Linked DNA regions of Mus musculus: region 2 is linked to region 1. The links are chromatin contacts, called in public ChIA-PET maps. All regions are on one chromosome and are shown on one strand. The core of a region is the stretch at or near the end of the contact, and the rest is flanking DNA. Distances in the headings are between cores, read along the strand shown.

The links. ChIA-PET counts read pairs in DNA pulled down with a chosen protein or histone mark.
Region 2: an SMC1A ChIA-PET map of the G1E-ER4 cell line shows a contact between it and region 1, with 9 read pairs. The contact joins the promoter of Fasl here to the enhancer-like site in region 1. A contact is called at or near these places in 2 of 15 datasets of contacts at CTCF or cohesin (CD8 T cells and the G1E-ER4 cell line), 29 of 484 Hi-C or Micro-C datasets (B cells, CD4 T cells, CD8 T cells and 18 more), 17 of 115 datasets of contacts at active chromatin or transcription factors (CD4 single positive thymocytes, CD8 T cells, DN3 thymocytes and 11 more) and 3 of 9 other capture datasets (adipose tissue, embryonic stem cells and liver).

What each region holds. Positions count from the first base shown.
Region 1 is chr1:161,748,321-161,753,439 of GRCm38.p6, forward strand. No RefSeq gene overlaps it. Among named protein-coding and RNA genes, the nearest start is that of Gm31869, 17 kb to the right of the region's middle. Within about 2 kb of position 2,566, at least 32 of the 459 cell types and tissues checked have an H3K27ac peak or open chromatin away from gene starts, as enhancers often do. A contact at or near this core is called in CD8 central memory T cells, DN3 thymocytes, the G1E-ER4 cell line and 5 more, where this site is marked.
Region 2 is chr1:161,787,244-161,792,321 of GRCm38.p6, forward strand. It overlaps Fasl (Fas ligand (TNF superfamily, member 6)), which reads right to left and starts at 1,252. Exons shown (of 4, transcript NM_010177.4): 1 at 701-1,252. The coding sequence starts at 1,042.

The DNA of each region.
Region 1 (5,119 bases), core at 1,316-3,815:
TTGCCACTAGGTAGCATCAGTGAGCCAGAGGAGCATTCAGGGTTGGAGAGGAAAAAAGGAAACCGAAGAAAAGAGATCGAGGTGATGGATGGCTAGATGGGCGGGTGAGTAGACAGTTGGCAGGTGAGCGAATGGATCCATGAGTGGATGGATGGGTATGGTAGATGGATAGATAGATAGATAGATAGATAGATAGATAGATAGATAGATAGATAGATAGATAGATGATAGATAGATAGATGAGAGAGAGAGAGAGAGATGCTTCGATGGGTGGATGGATCTAAGCAACGTTGGTTGCTTATTTACCTGTTTTTAACAACCACCTAAAGGCTGAGCTCCACCAGCTTGGTGGGGGCAGGGGGAGGACCTGCTCCCTGAGATTCCTCATCATAAGGCATGCACACATATCCTCCTTATTAAACTAAGAAAAAATAAGACACCAAATTATAAGACATCGAACAGGAGAAATTAAATCACTCATACAATTCCCCCTTCTGTTTTGTCTGCCACCTACACCTCAGCATGTGCCTCACCCGCGCTATGCTGCGGTCATTTAAGTCACCCTGGATATTTACATAGTACATATTATGCACCACTTATTTCTTTGCAATGCAAAAGTGCCCAGGCACAGCTCAACTTCCCCACAAATAGATCTACAACTGAAATCCAAATCTGCCTGGCTTCAAAACCTTCCGCTATTAAATGACCTATTTTATGCGAAGCTTCCTGGGGAGCCTAAAGAGAAAAAAAGCCACTTGATCTCAAAAAGGACACTTCAGCTCCCATTTCATCCAGAGTTCTCTTCTGGTGAGCAGAGAGAAAAAGACTAGATTTAATCACCCAGAGCAATCCAGTACCGGGCTGGGGCCAGGATCTGGTTCTGTGGGTGTGGTAGAGGCATTCCAGGTGAAAGGTTAAGAGAAGGTAGGTGCTGAGTCCTGTGTCTTCAGGTCACAGAGATAACTGTTGATATAGTCAGGCTCACTCGCTGCTAAGCCCCTTATGTTAACCCCGAGGGCTTGGGTGATGGCTGCTGATGACTAAGCCCTTAGCCAGGAGGTCTGTGTGAATTTACCTCCACTCCCAGGACTAGGAGCTGGATGAGCCCTCGGAATTGGATTCACAGCAAAATCGGGACCTGAGACACAAAGATGAGTTTGCTGAGGGCTTCTTAGAGGAAACACATGTATTAACTGCTTTATGCCCCGCTGTGTCAAAACACCTGACAAGGACAGCCTAAGGAAAGGAAGATTTGCTTAGCTCATAGTTTGAGGGTCTTTGGGAGAAAGGCCAGGAAGTAGCAGTAGGAGGCAGCTGGCCATATATTATTTATGGGAACCAGATAAAAGTGAACGTTCATGCTTAGTTCTTGTTCCATTTTGTATTCAGTCCCAGACCCCAGTCCAGGGTATTGGGGGCAGGGCGTCAAACATTTAGAGAGAGCTCTTACTTACCATCTCAACTAACCCAAACTAGGTACTTTCTCATAGACATGCCCAGAGGTTTGTCTCCTGGGTCATTCTAGATCCTGCTGAAGTGACAAAATTAGTCATCACAAGACCCTTCTCCCTCCTACCAGAAGGAAAAGACCCCTACCTGTCAGGATATACAGTCCAGGACCGCTGTTACTGCTCTGGGGCCAGGCAACCCCATGACAGAGCCAAAACAAGGATGTGTAGCCAGAGAAAACAAACAAACCAAAAACTGGAGGCCTTGGAAATTCTGGATCAGACAAGGCCTGAAGCTCACTCAGTGTAGTTCAGAATTCTGCTGACTTTTTCTTTAAGCTAGCTGGAGTTAAAGTTTCCATTACTGAGAGTCCTAAGATATCTTGACTGATTTTATACACACACACACACACACACACACACATATATATGCTAACATGAAAATAAATCAATGTTTAGAAAATTTCTTAAGTCAGAGCAATCGTAAAAATAAGGTTTGTCCCAGAAAAATCTGATCCCAAAGTGGTTTTTCTGTTGTTGTTGCTGCTGCTGTTTGTTTCTCACTCGGATCTCTCCTGCCACCACCTCCCAGGCTCTGGAATGTACAGGCATGCACCAGCATAGCCAGGTTCACACCTAAACTATAAACCACAAATGATTACTTTCATATCTTTCCAAAAACAGGAAGCTTCCAGTTCCCTTTGGCTTTAGCGAGTTGATGCATCACCTCTTTCCCCTGGGACTTCTCCTGCTTTCTATGGAAACTCCCTTAAGCATCCTTCTCCACAGATCCATGGAATTGCCAAATGGTACTCTAATGGTTTGGGCTCCTGAGAATAAACTGCTCTGTTAGTTTTCAGATGTGAACTATTAGGATAATTCAAAACCCAACATCGAGTCAGGTGACTTTAGTGCTTGTCTGCTGTGCTTAGCAGCAGTCATTCCTGAAACCCTGGTGACATCACAGAAAATAATTGTCTAGTCACTGACATTGCCCAGCAAGGCAGTCTAAGCAAACAGAATGGCAATGACCTTGTAATGACACTGTTTACAACACGCTTGCCAAGAAGGCGAGGAGGCCATCATCCGGGGACTACTGCATCATCAAAAAAAAACACCTGCTCAGCGCCAACTCAGAGCCACTCCCTCTCCTCTCAAAGTCCACGTGGTAAAGGCTCAAACAGATCCTCCACCCTCCACCATACCCAAGTTGCTCACTGCTCCCGTTTAACTTAGCCAAATCCATTGAACAAGTGTGCCCTTGAGTGGAACTACCAATGCGATTTAATGAGAGAGGAAGGGAGGGATGATGGGAAAGAAGAGGACGAATGGATGGAGCAGAGATGGAGTTGGGAAGAGTTGTCAAATATCCATCAATAAAAACCACCCAAAAAAGGACCAAAAGTGTCTTCTCATGAAGTAAAATTAGCAGAGAAAAGAAATCACTTCTTGGCCACTGAGGGCAGAGTCTCGGGTTCAGTATGCTCACCCCTCACACCCCACTCCACCCCAAGCTTGTTATTCAAGCTCTTTTAAAAAAAAAAATCACAATGACCTTTTGTCTTTCTTCAAAACCGCCTCCACTCCGTGGGCCCCTTCTGTGGCCTCTGCAGCTAATGGAATTTGAAAGGTATACCCCAACAGCTGGGCTTTTGATGTGGGCTGGGCTGGGCTGCTCCGATTTCTTCTTCATGCTTTTCAAGCCAGTTGCAACTATGTTTTTTTTATCAGACTGATTTTCTGTTTGTTCTTCAGGTCTCCCAGGAGAATGGCAAAACATGATAAGTCTCTGCGGCCTTCTTCCATCACGTGACAGAAAATTTCAGATGGAGAGGAGGCGGGAGGATGAGATAGAGGCACCAGTGGAGGAAGAGGCGAGATAACGCTCCAAGTGCCACCACAATAGCTCATACCAAGAGAGGGAGAAGACCTCTGGACTTCAGCTAAAGGTCTGATCAGGAATTTAATCCTCAGATCAGTAACATTCTTTGCAAAGTGGCTTTCGCATGAAGTCCCACACCTACCTGAGGAGGCTGCTGAGGAAGACGTGGTCCCTGCAATGCAACCTCTGCTCCCGCTTGTTGCTGTTGTTTCTAATATAGAGTCTATGAAGTTGGGAGGGAAAAGGATGCGGGAGATGGAGAAGGTAGGGGGAAGAGAAGCAGTAGACTGGACCAGAATTCATTTTATGCCTGTATAAAATCCTCAGACATTAAGAATTTTATCATTTGGACTATGGTCAGGCCAGACCATCTAAAAATAGTTTTTGTGACAAACATCAGAACAGCCTCACCTGTGTCTGCCAGGGGACCTTCTCTACCGGCCTTGTCTCACGTCTGTCCGGAACCCTCCTCTGCTGAGGTCGTTACTGGTTATATTTGAGACCTGTGGCTCAGGCATCAAGGAACCAAGAAACAAAACTTACGCCAACCATTGCTCTACCACAGCTCGCTCCCTTTGACCACTGTAGGACAATTCCCAAGATTAAACTTACTTGGGCAGAATCTCTAGGTTTGGAATAGGGATCTAAAGGTAAACTAATCAGATGCCTCTCGATAGAATTGCTTCTGCAGCATAAATTTTCACTGCTGTCGATGGAACCCACTGCCTTCCTTCCAAAGGAAAATGTTCTGTACACAAAGAATTGGTCGGGAATAATTTCCTTAGGATAGAAAGATGCTTAGCCGTTGAAGGCTGCTCTTCCAGGGGACACAGTTTTGATTGCCCACACCCTCGTGGCCGCTCAGAACTGGCTGTAACTCCAGGTCTAAGTGATCTGGTGGCCTCTTTTGGCAAGTACCAGGCATACACATGGCATATAGTCATGCATGCAGGCAGAACACCCATATACATAAAATAATTTTCTTAATTAAATCATATTTCTCTCTTAAGGTAAATCTGACTGTCTGCAATTTACATCTAGGGGCCTTAGATTGGCTCCTGGGATCATATTGGATGCAAAACTAGACCCTCTTTTGGAAGAGATGCTGTGCTGTGAAGCCCACAGCAGAGCCGAAGGTCAGTAGACAGGGAGACAAGCTCGTTGTTAGCACACAGTCTGATCTGAGAAAACATGGAAGAAGGTCATTGGGGTGATAGACACAAAGACAGCATCATTCTGAAACGGGCGATTCTAACCAGAATCTTTTCTTTAAATCACAATGGTCCCGAGAGAGCCAGGAAAGTGGTGAGTGCCTGCGTTTCATGCTCTCTAGCCGTCTTTGAACTTCTATCAGGGAACACACTTTAATGTGGAGAACCCATGGAAGACAAGAGATTGCAGACGGAGAGATCCAGCTCTGGGCCATTTCAAGAGCTCACTTTGTAGGTGAAAAGAAGACCAAAGAGAAATGCTACAACAGTCACTTTTCTTTGGCTTCAAAGGAACAGCAAAGACGGGCTATCTTTTTAAATACCTTTTTCTATTATTATTAGAAGGAGATTGATCGCTTACATCTTCTCTTTGAATTTTGTACATTTAACTGGTGCCATTCCTACCCTAGTTTCATTTTCTGTTGATACAATAAAATGACCCCCCAAATAACTCAAAATAGGAAAGTACTTATTTCAGCTTATACCTCACAGCCCGTTGCTGAGGGAAGACAGGGCGGTATTTCAAGGCAAGAACCTGGAGGCAGGAACTGAGGCGGACAGTGTAGAAGAACACTGCT
Region 2 (5,078 bases), core at 2-2,501, 38 kb after region 1:
TGTCAGACCTGGCCCGAGTTAGGGTTTAGCCACACAATTGTATCTAGAGTAGTAGTAAGACTTCTAAGTCTCTTTGAAGAAAATTAATTTATTTACACTTCTGAACAAGACACAAAATTGATTTTCATCCTTGAATCACTAAACATGAAGCAGCGAGAAGCTCATCAAACACCCTTGACAACTCAGAGAGGAATAAGTATTTGCCTTGAATTCTCTAGAAGATGGAAAATAACTTCCTGTGAGCAGTGGTTCTCAACATTTCTAACGCTGCATCATCCTTAAGGTTATGGCAACCCCCAACCATAAAATGATTTCATGGTTACTTCATAACTGAAACTTTGCTACAGTTACAAACCCATAATGTAAATATCTGAGATGCCGAATATCTGGTATGTAACCCCCGTAAAATAGTGGTTTGACTCCCCTCACTAAGGGGTCGCAACCCACAGGTTGAGAACAACTCTCTTTGAGGGCGTGTGCGCCTGATTCTCCAACTCTAAAGAGACTCTAAGAACTCTTTTCTAAATTAGAGGGGATTGAAAAGATCCTTGCCTTTAAAAACAACAACAACAACAACAACCCCAAATCATTGCAAGCAACACAGTAGCCCACATGGGCCATAGCAAGTCCCTACTCCCACGCAGCAGAGTCAGGTTGCAGCCAGGAACGCGAGGGCTGCTAATCCATGTGCTAGGCTTACCTCACGGAGTTCTGCCAGTTCCTTCTGCAGGTGGAAGAGCTGATACATTCCTAATCCCATTCCAACCAGAGCCACCAGAACCATGAAAAATACCACCGGTAGCCACAGATTTGTGTTGTGGTCCTTCTTCTTTAGAGGGGTCAGTGGCGGCAGTGGGAGTGGTTGTGATGGCGGTGGTAGTGGTGACACAGGTGGTGGTGGAGGTGGCGGTCTCCTTTGGTCCGGCCCTCTAGGCCCACAAGATGGACAGGGAAAAACTGACCCTGGAGGAGCCCAAGATGAAGTGGCACTGCTGTCTACCCAGAAGATCTGGGGACATGGGTAATTCATGGGCTGCTGCATGGCACCCAGCCCCAGGAAAGGGTTTCCTTCTCACAGCCTTGTGGAGGAGACTCAGGTGTCAAGGACAGAACTCTGACGCTGACTGCTCCAGAGAAGCTAAGTTTTCTTTATAAAGTTTCCGCAGTCAAGGGAAACACCTTTCTCCTGTTCTCTTCTCTTTGCTTCTCTGTGAGACACCCACTCACTTGCATCTGAAGCTGAGAAGCCTCAAAAAGCTCACAGCAACCCCAGGAAGTTTCCGCCCAGAAATTTCTGACGACAAGTCTTCGAAGTTCCAATTGGCGTCTCTGTGCTAACTGAGAAGGCTGGTAAACCAGGCTTGCCTGCCTGAGGTCCAACTCAGCAAGTCAGCGCTGGATACCCCTTGAGGACATTAGCTCTTCCGCAGCTCTGGGGTGTGTCCTGAGAGGCCTGTTGGTGCTGAGGCATGGGGAAAAGACCAAGGAGTTCGGCTAGAGAAGATATCTCCACATCTGAGCATAGGGAGTTGAATCCTCTGTTGAAGTCCCTTCCCTGAACATCAGCCAGCTGCAACCAGGAATGTGTGCCAGGTGTTCAAGGCTGCCCTAACCCCCCACTGTGCCTGCCCCCTATCCATCCCACTTCCCCTGGGAAATGTAGCCTTCCTCCTCTGTAATCATTTAACTTTGCAATCTCTCTTCTGGTCACCAGATGAAAACTGAGGTGCCTAATTCAGAAGAGTTTGAGATAAGCAATAAATAGCATTTTTATAGCAAGTGTGCCTTAACCATCACACAGCACATACTAAAACATTATTCAACATTTACAACAAATTTAAGTATATATCTTATGCCTTTATAAAACCGACCACTCTGCCTTAGGTTTGACTTCAGTCTTCTGGCCACACACACACACACACACACACAAGTCTTCTGGCCACACACACACACACACACACACACACACAAGTCTTCTGGCCACACACACACACACACACACACCATTTATGTCTAATAACCTCTAAGAACTCAGTCTCGGTTCCCATTACTTTCCCATATAAACCATATAAATCCCAATAAGTTCCTATATTCCACCTTTTTGGCAGACTCTACATTTTAAGTGGTTTTATTTTTTTTATCTCATGCTTTGGGATTTCTGGGATGAGCACCCTACCCCTCTCACCTATGCCAAAACAACTCCCAAAGTGTTATTTTTCTGCTGCCTTCATCCTGCCCCACCCCAGCTGCTAATTCTCCTGAGGTCACTCTGCTGGCAATCTCAGGCTGTTCCTTCCTTTTGCCCCCAGCCCTTCCCCCCGCACCCTCCCCGCCCCACCCTGATCATCCAGGCCTGCTTTTTCTCACCTGTGACACATTTCTTATCTTCCCCTCCTTCCCTAGTCCCATGGCTGCTCTCCCTGTACCAGATGAGTCTTTTGTGATTTTTATATCTCAACTCCCAGGATTCTTTAGTAATTGTCATTCTGTCTGTCCACATCTCTTTGTCCTTCTTTTGATTAATTTTTTTTCATAGAGGATTCAAAATATCAACACCCTACTGTCCACCAATCACAGGGAAAGAGTTCTAGCTGAAAGAGACGAGAGAGAAACTTCTAGAAACTGGGTTGGAGTTTGGTAGTGCCATTCAGCAGAAATGGTACTATTATTGGCAAGATTGAGAAAGAATAAACACCCCCGTGAACAGTCTCAAGGACCCATCACATTGGTACCAGAACCTTATTAATGAAAAGAAATCACCATTCAAAGTAGAACTTAGCTCTGTAGCTGCTGAAGGAAAAATGGATGCAAGAGCCAACAGGCTGATGGCCCCCACATCCTAGAACCTCAAACTCAGTCCTTTCAGCCTCCTACTCTCATGATTCCACGGAATCAGCCTTAAAGTTGACTACAGGCCAGAGCTCCAGAGGTGACTCAGGAGCAACAGAGGGTGATACATAGCCAGGGAACCTGGTATTTAACCTTAACAAGCCTAGGGAAGCCCCCTGAAGCAATCTGCCAAACAGACAGACCAGACAAGAATTTCTCAAATGTGAGTAAAGACCGTAGAACACTCCAAGTTTGAGTTTGTGTATTTATAAACATGAGGCTACTCGTTCAACTTCTCTAGGTACCTCCAGGATGCTCGTTTAGCAGCTCAGTCCCTCATCGCCACTGGCAGTTGCAGAAGGAGCATCCTAGCTGCTGCTTTGATCTCTGCTTTGTATAATGCTACCTACCTTTCCAGTTTTTGCCAGCATTATACCTATAAAGATAATCTCACTGTCTATGAACTGCTTTCTCACTTGTTTCTTGTGAGTTTGAACATCAGTCATAGATTTGTTGGGCAACCCACTTTCTTGTTATGTGAATTTTTCTGTTTGCCACATCCCATTACCAGGATCCTAGAGGCCCCTTGCATTGGAGAACGTGCCTCGAATACTCAAGCTCTAAGAAGACATCTACAGTTTAAACCAGAAGCCAGAAAGGTGGCTCAGCAGTTCAGAGCATGTCCTGCTCTTGCAGAGGGCCTGACTTCAGTCCTAGCATCCATCTCAGGCAGCTAACAACCACCTCCACCTCCACAGCATCCTGTTCCCTCTTCTGGCCTCCCCAAGTACAGGTAGCTGCACTCACAAGCATGTGGCCACATATAAGACACACATGCATGTGCATATTTAAAAATAAGAAATAAAAGTTTCTAAAGTGCAAACCTTGTACTATGAATGAACCAATTTCCTCAACTCGATCCCTCATTTCTTCTACTGAATCACAGTAGCATAGTTACCATGGTCTTTATTGATGACATCTTATAGCTCTGATTCTTGTTTGATCTGCCCATCCATCTATCCTGGTACAATAGTTATGCAGTTCTCATAGTCATGGTATTGTAGATATAGTTTTTTCCCTTTATAGAGATAGAGTGTCTCTATGTACCAAAACTGACTCCTAACTCAGTGTGTAACCCAGGCTGGCCTCCTACTTGTAGCAATCCTCCCGACCCCCTTTTCTTAAAGTTTGGAATTACAGATGTTCACCACCATGCCCAGCAACTTTACAGATGTCTTGACTGGTTTGACAGTTAGGCAAAATCTCCTGTCTCTTTGCTCTTAAACAAAACAAAACAAACAAACAAAAACAACTATTTGCATATATTTAATCTTCCACGTGTATTAGCAGAGAAAACAGTCATATTAGAAAAACATCCCACAGACTAGTAACTGTAATTGAAATAGCCAGAGAGAAGTGTTGTATGAAGAAGTGTATTGTTGTCATTATTAAAAATATGTGCATGCCTTTAATCCCAGCACTTGGGAGGCAGAGGCAGGCGGATTTCTGAGTTCGAGGCCAGCCTGGTCTAAAGAGTGAGTTCCAGGACAGCCAGGACTATACAGAGTAACCCTGTCTCAAAAAACAAACAAACAAACAAACAAACAAAAACCACCAAAAAACAAAAAACAAAACAAAACAAAAAAATATGAGCAGTGGTCCTACACAGATGAGCCAGGGAAACAAGAGAATCCTGATGACTCATTCATTCCAAGGGTATCGTTTCCCAGTGGCATGTACTCTTTCTGTTACTGTTGGCTGTAGGGTCCCTCTTTACTTCCACCATCGTGATCCAATTGGTCAGGAAAATTTACTAGACAGAGAACACCGTTTACTGCCACTTAGTAGGTGAATGCCTAGACCTTGCCTTACTTTAAATTTGATAGGTTTAGGCTTCAAAAGAAAGAGGGTGTGGTAAGTGTAACTTGGGTTTCTTATCACACCAGACAGAAGAGGGCTATGGATGGGCTGTGATGACTGTACAGATAGGTCGAAATTATTCTTCAACCCTTGATAACACATGAGACAGTATTGTGGTCTCAGAACTATTTGATTTCCTTCTGAAACCCATGGATATCAGCCAGGGCTGGTCAGGGGAATGGAAGTTACTCTGAGTATGAAGAGCAATGGAAGACTTGATATCATGAAAGGCTGGGTAGGGTTTTTTGTTGTTGTTGTTGATGATGTTGTTATTGTTTTTAAAGGTTATGAAGGCCAACTTTTAAACCGTTTAAAGAATAAGCTCTTGT